3 separate regions of the Zea mays genome follow, and regions 1 and 3 are each linked to region 2. Evidence: chromatin contacts called from public Hi-C data. All regions are on one chromosome and are shown on one strand. Each heading gives the region's core, a stretch centred on a gene start, on an enhancer-like site or on the middle of the called end of the contact. The rest is flanking DNA. Distances are from core to core; before and after follow the strand shown. Region 1 holds the start of LOC100381615. Region 2 holds the start of LOC103630796 (protein phosphatase 2C 53). Region 3 holds the start of LOC100281241.

Evidence for each region. Hi-C and Micro-C count contacts between places; a contact is called where the count stands out from the background.
Region 1: a Hi-C map of leaf shows a contact between it and region 2, with 6 times the contacts expected there. The contact joins the promoter of LOC100381615 here to the promoter of LOC103630796 in region 2. A contact is called at or near these places in 3 of 25 Hi-C or Micro-C datasets (ear, leaf and tassel).
Region 3: a Hi-C map of bundle sheath shows a contact between it and region 2, with 3 times the contacts expected there. The contact joins the promoter of LOC100281241 here to the promoter of LOC103630796 in region 2. A contact is called at or near these places in 3 of 25 Hi-C or Micro-C datasets (bundle sheath, ear and endosperm).

The regions. Positions count from the first base shown.
Region 1 is chr6:178,357,845-178,360,544 of Zm-B73-REFERENCE-NAM-5.0, reverse strand. LOC100381615 reads right to left here and starts at 1,302. Exons shown (of 15, transcript NM_001361456.1): 1 at 1,107-1,302; 2 at 12-417. The coding sequence starts at 1,227.
Region 2 is chr6:178,864,593-178,867,292 of Zm-B73-REFERENCE-NAM-5.0, reverse strand. LOC103630796 (protein phosphatase 2C 53) reads right to left here and starts at 1,256. Exons shown (of 5, transcript XR_555236.4): 1 at 292-1,256; 2 at 1-205.
Region 3 is chr6:178,559,876-178,562,575 of Zm-B73-REFERENCE-NAM-5.0, reverse strand. LOC100281241 reads left to right here and starts at 1,449. Exons shown (of 11, transcript NM_001154160.2): 1 at 1,449-1,689; 2 at 1,782-1,850; 3 at 1,966-2,093; 4 at 2,183-2,282. The coding sequence starts at 1,567.

The DNA.
Region 1 (2,700 bases), core at 53-2,552, 510 kb after region 2:
AGATTTTCTACCTGATCAGCAGATTGATAAGGTTAACATTTCTTGCCCGAACTGAAATCTCCCCAAGGACAGTATTGACTACATCGATGAGTTCCTCTGGACCTTCCTTGTCAGGTGTTACGCGCGAGTACCACAGATCTGTTACCCATTCTGAGATAAGGTGCCTTGTGAACTGTTCGAATGCTGCTTCAACTGGAGGCGAGTTAACCTTGCTCCTCCAATCTATTTTTCCATCCGTTTCAGTCTGATGAATGACTTTCTTTACCTCAGTACCTTTTGTTTTGACGAGTGAATGACTGGCATGATCTGTTCTAGTTACGCTCTTTCTACGAAGGCCATAATCAAGCGATATGTAGCGGAACAAAACAATCAGAGCTATGGCAAATGGCAGATTAAACCAAACTGACGAGCTCGTAACTGCAATAGGGCAAAATGATGTTCAGCGAAAATATAATCAAGGGGGGAATATTTTGTATGTGCGCAATAAAATTTTGTTTCAAAACATAACCCCCTGCAGTAATATTCAAAGAAGCACATTTCAAAAGTCTGCCTATTTGAGCACTCAAATTAAACCGATATGCATCGTGCTAGACATCTTTGGCGGTAGACTCTACCATGCAGTCTAGGATGAGATGCAGGACTATTAGTGATATGTATTTCAGCTACGAAATCCATACTATTGAGAACATGACTTGCACTGTATTGTATGCAGGAGATCAGCAACAAACTACCACTGACAAAAAAAACACTGAGCAGAGCAAACAATTGTCATGTACAAGCGACCAGTCATGTGCGGTGAAAACAACGTGCAACTTAGTTTAGTGCGGCAGCGACTGGATAATGCAATGAACTAGAACACTGCAGCAACAAGTCAAACGAATTCAAAAGTCAGCAGCCGCCTATCTGGAAGGGTTAATTGCCGAAACCACGAAGTCCAGTTGGGAAACTAAGCCATGGGCAGGCTGCAGGCAGCATAACCCTAATCACGGCACCATACACCGACAACCGCATCGGCTGAATCGCCGACGCGCACGAGCCCATCCCACTGTGGGCAGCGAAGGTGGGAACTAGCAGAGATATGAAAATCCGGGTTCCGGAGGACTCACGGGACATGAGGAAGGCCAGCCCGAAGGCGAAGACGAGGAGCAGGACGCCCCGCTTCTTGCCCTCCTCCGCGAGGTCCCGCAGCGTCTGCGCTCTTGGCGCGCCCGCGGCCGTCGTCTCCATCGCCGGCGGCACCCTCCTCCGCGCGGGGGGCGGGGGAAGGCGTAGGCGCGGCGGTGGGAGTGGGCCGCCGGCCTGGTTCTGGATTTTGTCTCGTGGAAGGGGGGGGGGGGGGGGGGGGTACGGCCGCGGCAGGTCAGGTGGTGGCGCTTTCGGGGGCGTTTCCGTGTAAAATCTCAAGAGTTTCAGTTTTTTTTCAGTTTATTAGAGCATCTTCAACGACCCTTAAACCAGTGTCCTGTTTTTACATATATAGGGTTCAATTTATAAAAAAATAACTTTAATAGTGTTTTATTTTACAACTTTTTGTCAAAAATGTAGAGCACTCCATGTAGGGATGTTCCTCTAATATTTTAATATAGATATACATATAATTTGAAGCTAATTTTTAATCGTGTTGTTAAGAATATTATGAATTACAAGGATAAAAAGTTATATAATTTTTATGTCCATTATTTTCTCACTACAATAATAAAGGTGAAAAATATCCGAATATATATTTGTATTCGAATTTTATATTAATTATTTAAAAAATAAAGAACAAATTTGATGTTTACTTTTTATGGATATTAATAGGCCTAATACTAAAAACAAAAAAATAATTTTACATAACAAATTTTATATGTTATTTGTTCACAATGAAAGAAAAAGGACAAAAAAATTAACATCTGATTAAGTATGTGGATCCATCCTTAACTCCATGAATTGACCCAAATTTGCTACACTCAAACTAGTGTCATGTCTTTGCTTTGTGCATCGCTCTCAATATTTTCTTTCCTAATAACATATTTCGCTTTAAAAAATATATATATGATCTAGGTCTTAACTGCTGGAGCATAATTCATTTGAGTGCCCTGAACACTTTGAATCATGTAGTATTTTAATTTTTAGAGCATTGTTCTAAGTCACCTTGTTAGAGATGCTATTAGACTTTTAAGATTTTCCGTTTTGCTTAAACCATTCGACTAGAAAACAACATGCGATGTATCCCAATTCCCAACTAGTAGCTGTCGCGCACCCTGCCTGCGCGCGCAGCTGCCGCCATCGCTGCTTCGAATGATGCATACTATTTTTAGCTTAAATAGAAAAAAAAATACTGCATATCTTACCTAGAATAAAATCAGCTGACCGAATTTTTACACTTTGGAGTTTCACCATGATTAGTCGATTTGTTCAATAACAACACAAGAACTATTGGTACCTAGAAAAAAGAGGATGGCATACATGTGGCTCAGTGGCTGCCAAACACGGGCACCATCAGCGTGTCATCGAACTCGCGGCAATAGTAGCGCACCCTCTTGGTCGGCTTGCTTAGGAGCATCCGGAGGTTGGATGGCCTCACAATCTGTGTGGACGTCGTCTCAAGGTTCGAGCAAAGAAATAACTGGCGATCACATACTTGAACAGATGAACAGCAAGAAGCATCTCATATTGTTGTGCACTTCAAAATGACGATCTAAAATCACAAGGGATGCA
Region 2 (2,700 bases), core at 7-2,506:
CTGGAGCCACAGGCTTGGCTTCGGTCGCCGCGTCTCCTCCCACCTCTGCATCAACACGGCTGAAGCAGCCCACAAAGGCCTTCTCCCAGTGCTTCTGAGTGTTAGGGTCGAGGCCACCCAGGTCAGCGTCGGACGCGGCCTCCTCTGCCTTGGTGAGCTCCTCTGCCAGTACCTCGTGGATTCTCTCCCGGCAGTAGTTGGCGACCTGCAGCAGCGGGATTCATTGATCAGGGAGCTCGAGCAATAATCGAGTGCTACGCAGGTGGTGGTGAATCGAATCGCGCGCGCAACCTGGAGGCCGCCGTGTCCGTCGTAGACGCCGAAGAAGTGCGCGGGGAGGCGGAAGGACGCCCGGTCGAGGCCGTCGACGGGCGCGTCGCCGGCGAGCATCCAGAGCGGGACGTGGAAGAAGGTTGGCAGCACGCGGGCGGCGTCCTCCATCTCGGGTCGGCGGCCGCACACGGACTGGAGCCCCCAGCGCGGCACGCAGTCGAGCGCGAAGACGCTCCTGGCGGGAGCGGCGGCGGCGGCCCTGGGCCCGGAGGCAGAGCTGGCGGAGGTGGAGGCGGAGGAGACGAGGTCGTCGAGCACGAGCGCGGAGCCGAGGTCGGCAAATCCCTCGAAGTCGGCGGTGGCGACGCTGCTGCAGTCGCTGGCGACTGAGCAGGGGCTCCCGGGCTCGGGCTCGGGCTCGTGCGCGGTGCTGGCCGCCGCTGGCTGCGGCATCGCGGGAGCGGAGTCGTCTATGAAGTCAGCGACGGCGGCGAAGAGCGCGAGGCCCCCCACGGTGAGGTCGTCCATGGGCTCGGTCAGGGCAGAGAGCCATTGGCGGCGGCAGCAGTAGTGACGCTCCCCTCGCGTGATGCGCGTCGGGGGGTAGTGGTGGTCATGAGGGTGCGTGGCGGGGGCTCGCAGGCAGATCTGGAAAGGGTGGGAGAGGGACGGGACGGGCTGGATGGGATCGAATCCACGAGTAGGTGAAGGGAGATCAGGGTGTCACGGGCGGTGCCCTGGCGGCGACGGAAACCGCCCCGGCGCGAGTGGAGTGGAGCAAAGCCGCGCCGCCCGCGGGCGCACGGTGGTCGGTGGAGCGAGCGAGTCGAGTCGAGTCGAGTGATGCGAGGAGGACTGGAGGAGAGGAATGGCTGTTGGCTGGGCAGGCAGAGACGGGGACGGGAAGAGGCCCACCTCGCAGTGGCGTGTGCTTCCAAAATCTTTTGGGGAAGGGAGGGTGATGATTGATTTGTGAAAGAAATGATGATGTCATGGCGTCATGTGGTGACGTCTGGGCGTTGAGCCAGACAGATGGGGTGTTTGGTTTCTAGGGACTAATGTTTAGTCCCTAGATTTTATTCCATTTTAGTTCCAAAATTGCCAAATATAGAAACTAAAACTTTATTTTAGTTTCTATATTTAGCAATTTATACACTAAAAAGGAATAAAATGAAGGGACTAAACATTAGTCCCTAGAAACCAAACACCCCCAGAGGCAGGCAAGCATCTGGGCTGGGCCCTCCCGTCTGTGATGGGCCAATGATTAGTCGGGAACGGACGGGAAGCACGACGGCAGTGGCCGACAGATAGACAGTTACGACGTGGGCCTGGCTTCCATGTCTAACCGTCTTGCAATCAACCAACCAAAATTACCCCTAGATAGCTCCTCCTGTTCTACAATTTACCATTTTCTTGAGAAACGTACCCGTGTACTTCACTGTATAAATCTTAAGTTAGTAAGGATGTGTTTGGTTTGAGGTTAAAGTGGGATAAGGCGGAGGTAACACCGTTCACTCGATTTTTTGGATCACGCCGCCACCAAAAACTACTCCGGTGTTCACCTCGCCCCTACGCGACTCTCATCCAAACACTATTGAAACTGTGGCTACCCTCTTCCATCCCTCCATGTACATTCAACCAAACACACCCTAAGGCTTAGGCCATTCACACCGGTAGGTTTCATATTTATGTTTTCAAAATGCCACAAATCTTGGTTGAGACAGTTTCATTCAAGTAACATGCAAAAAGCGGTAGACAAAAAAACTCGATACTCGTTATCCAAACCCGAACTACCCAAATACTAGTTCGGATCCTAAGTCTGAAACATCGCCGGCCCTAGGGGGAATCGGACGGTCGCTCTGGGCCTCTAGTTTTATGGGGCCCACAAGTCAGTATACGTACATTATACATGTAAGGAAATGGACCTCGGGCCATTTGGCTCAAAAGGTTTTGGTGTTTGATGATCAACATAACGTGTGGACTAATGCGTTTGCTAGTGTTTATGTTTTTAGTTCACAAGATGCGAAAAGGATTGGACTAAGACATTGATAACGCAACACTTCAAAAGAAGACATAAAAATAGCTTAGAAGTCCAAGACTCAAGAACAAAAGAAGCCTAAAGAATCAGCGAAGAAATGCATGAAGTGGGTAGTCAGCCAGCGCACTGGTGGTGCACCGGAGAGTGAACAGTACCTGCCCGGTGTGCACCGGACTATCTGGTGGGACACCCGGACAGTCTGCGCAGAGAGGCCCACAACAGGCGCTCTCGGGTTGTAGCATCGGATTGTCCGGTGTGCCCCAGACAGTCTAGGTAACGGTCAGATTCAACGGTCGACTGCTACAAACCTCAATAGTCGGCTGACGTGGCCAGGGCACCGGACACAGTGCATGCTCGGTGTGCACCAGGCTGTCCGGTGCGACCGTCGA
Region 3 (2,700 bases), core at 200-2,699, 300 kb after region 2:
AACTAACGACAATAAGTCACGACCTCCCCCGAGTTCAGCCTCGTGCGCAACAGGGAGCTCCGCCTCGCCCGACCCCAGGCCTCGGCCTCAGCCTCGGCCTCGGGAGGAGTCACAACCTCGCCCGACCTCAGCCTCGGCCTCAAGAGAAGTCACCGCCTCGCCCGACCTTGGCCTCGGACCGACTACGCCACAGGGGATACATCATTACCCTACCCCTAGCTAGCTGCCTTAGGCTACGAAGGAACAAGACCGGTGTCCCATCTAGATTACTCCGGCAACAGGTAATGATGGTTCCCTGCATGCGTCCATGACGTCGATTGTTCTCAAGCTCCCTACGAAGGCAAAGAAACGTCAGCAAGACCCAGGCCGCACCGCCAGCTGCGCTTCTACAGGGCTCAAGTACTTCTCCGCCGGCCACGTTAGCACATAGCTACACCCACATGTACAGCTGGACCATCTCCTTGTATCTATAAAAGGGATGTCCAGGGCCTTCCCAAAGGAGGCAGGCAGAGAAGGAGAGAAAACGCAGAGAAGGCTAACTCAGACGACTCACCTCAAGGGCGCACCCTCTCTCTCTCGCAACGCTTGTAACCCCTACTACGAGCACCCCGGTGCAAGATAATATAAGCCTCATCCTCCCCTTGTGTTCCATCTTGCATCTACCCATCTGGACAGGGACACGCAACGTCAAATTCACTAATCGGTTGAGGGTCCTCGCGGGTCCAAAACGCCGACAAATAGAGTGCCAGACATTCTAAGGCAATGTTAAAGCTTCAAAGATGTACCTCACTTTGTAGAATATGTTTCCAACTTGTTTCAGCTCTTCAAACACGAGTTTTCTCGTTTCCACCGTTGTTCGCGGGTTTCAGGTGTTTTTTGGGGTTCTGAAGCTATTGAGCGCTAGACATCGTTAAAGAACCATTAAGAAAACTAGGATGTATCATGGTTGAGATAAAAATCTCTAGCGAGTTTTTCTTCCAAACAAAGAGTTCTTTGTGTCTACTATGATCATCAACACAAATGATCATGGGTTTAGGCTATGATTGCAAAGTTAATTAATTGGCCTAGCACATCAAATATGTCTATCTGATCACTCGACTATATTTTAGGGTCTGTTTGGTTCAACTGTAAATTACTAAAAATCCGACTCTGACCATAAGTTCTGAGAAAGTTGAAGCGAGTTGACAATAGTAGTAATTTAGTTAAAACAACTGTTGAATATGATAGCTTAGTAACATGAATGATAAAAATTTGAAGTATTTGAGTAGGAAACGATTCTAAATTAAACTAACTCATTTAGTTGGAATCACAATTTTTTTGCAACGAGTCTGGTTTAAGTGAACCAAAGCCGATTCCAGCTCTCTAATTTCGAACTCGTTACTCACTGCTAAAAGACACGTCAGCCCCACACAGAAGCCGACATGTCCTGCTCCTCTGAATTCTGATCCGTGCGGTGCGGCCGTGCGGGTGTCCGTCTCCTCCATTGCGAAGCCGCGAGCTCCTGCGTCAACCAGATCACACGAACCAAACCAGCGCCTCCTCCCCCGAGTCTCACCGCCAGCGCCCATGGCGACACGCTACTGGATCGTGTCTCTGCCCGTGCAGTCACCTGGCGCCATCGCAAGCTCCCTGTGGTCTCGCCTCCAGGACTCCATCTCCCGCCACTCCTTCGACACTCCGCTCTACCGCGTAAGAGATCCCCTTTTCCGACCCCTCTCCCTCTCACTCTCCCGCCGGAATTTAGTTCTCGCGTCGCCTCACCGTATCCGCCATCTGCGCAGTTCAACGTCCCGGATCTCCGCGTCGGCACCCTCGACTCGCTTCTCGCCCTCAGCGACGACCTCGTCAAGGTTCCCCCCGCCGCCTTTGCTTCCCGCACGATCTCGATCTCCGTTTTCCCACCTCTAACGTCTGCTGCCCCGAGCACTAGCCTCTGATTCGATGCCATCTATACCCTGCCCGCAGTCCAATGTTTTCGTGGAGGGCGTGTCACACAAGATCCGGAGGCAGATCGAGGACCTCGAGCGCGCCGGAGGGGTCGAGAGTGGGACCCTCACCGTCGATGGCGTTCCTGTCGACACCTACCTCACCAGGTCTGCTGCCTAACTGCTATCTGTCCAGCCCAGGCTGCCCAGCTGATCGGACGCCTAAAACCAACCTTTTGTGTTGGCTCCGCGTTCAGGTTCGTGTGGGATGAGGGCAAATACCCCACAATGTCTCCGCTCAAGGAGATTGTTGGCAGCATCCAGTCACAGGTTGCCAAGATTGAGGATGATATGAAGGTTTGATTGCACGTCTTAAGTCTTATTACACAACTCCGCTCCTCTCTGCCTATCCTTTTTTGTGTCCTGTCCCGGCCTGCCCCAGTTTATCGCTGGTATAGCAACATCAACTCATTAGCTAGATGCTAGACTCACGGGTATTTTATTTGCTACTGTTGCAGTCCTGGTTGGAATTGAGGAGCTATGGTTGCTCTTCAGGCTTCACAACTGAAATACATGCAACCATATTCATATATGTATAATAAGAGGCCATGTTTTATACTTAGACGTGTACATTACGAAGGAGCTCAGTACAGTTGCCAAGATATTCTAGGGGATTTTTGCCTTCTTTCATGTCAATTCAACGTTATCACTACATTGTTCTAACCACTGTTTGTTTGACTATTAGATCTACTTCCACTTGTCCTAGCATATAGTT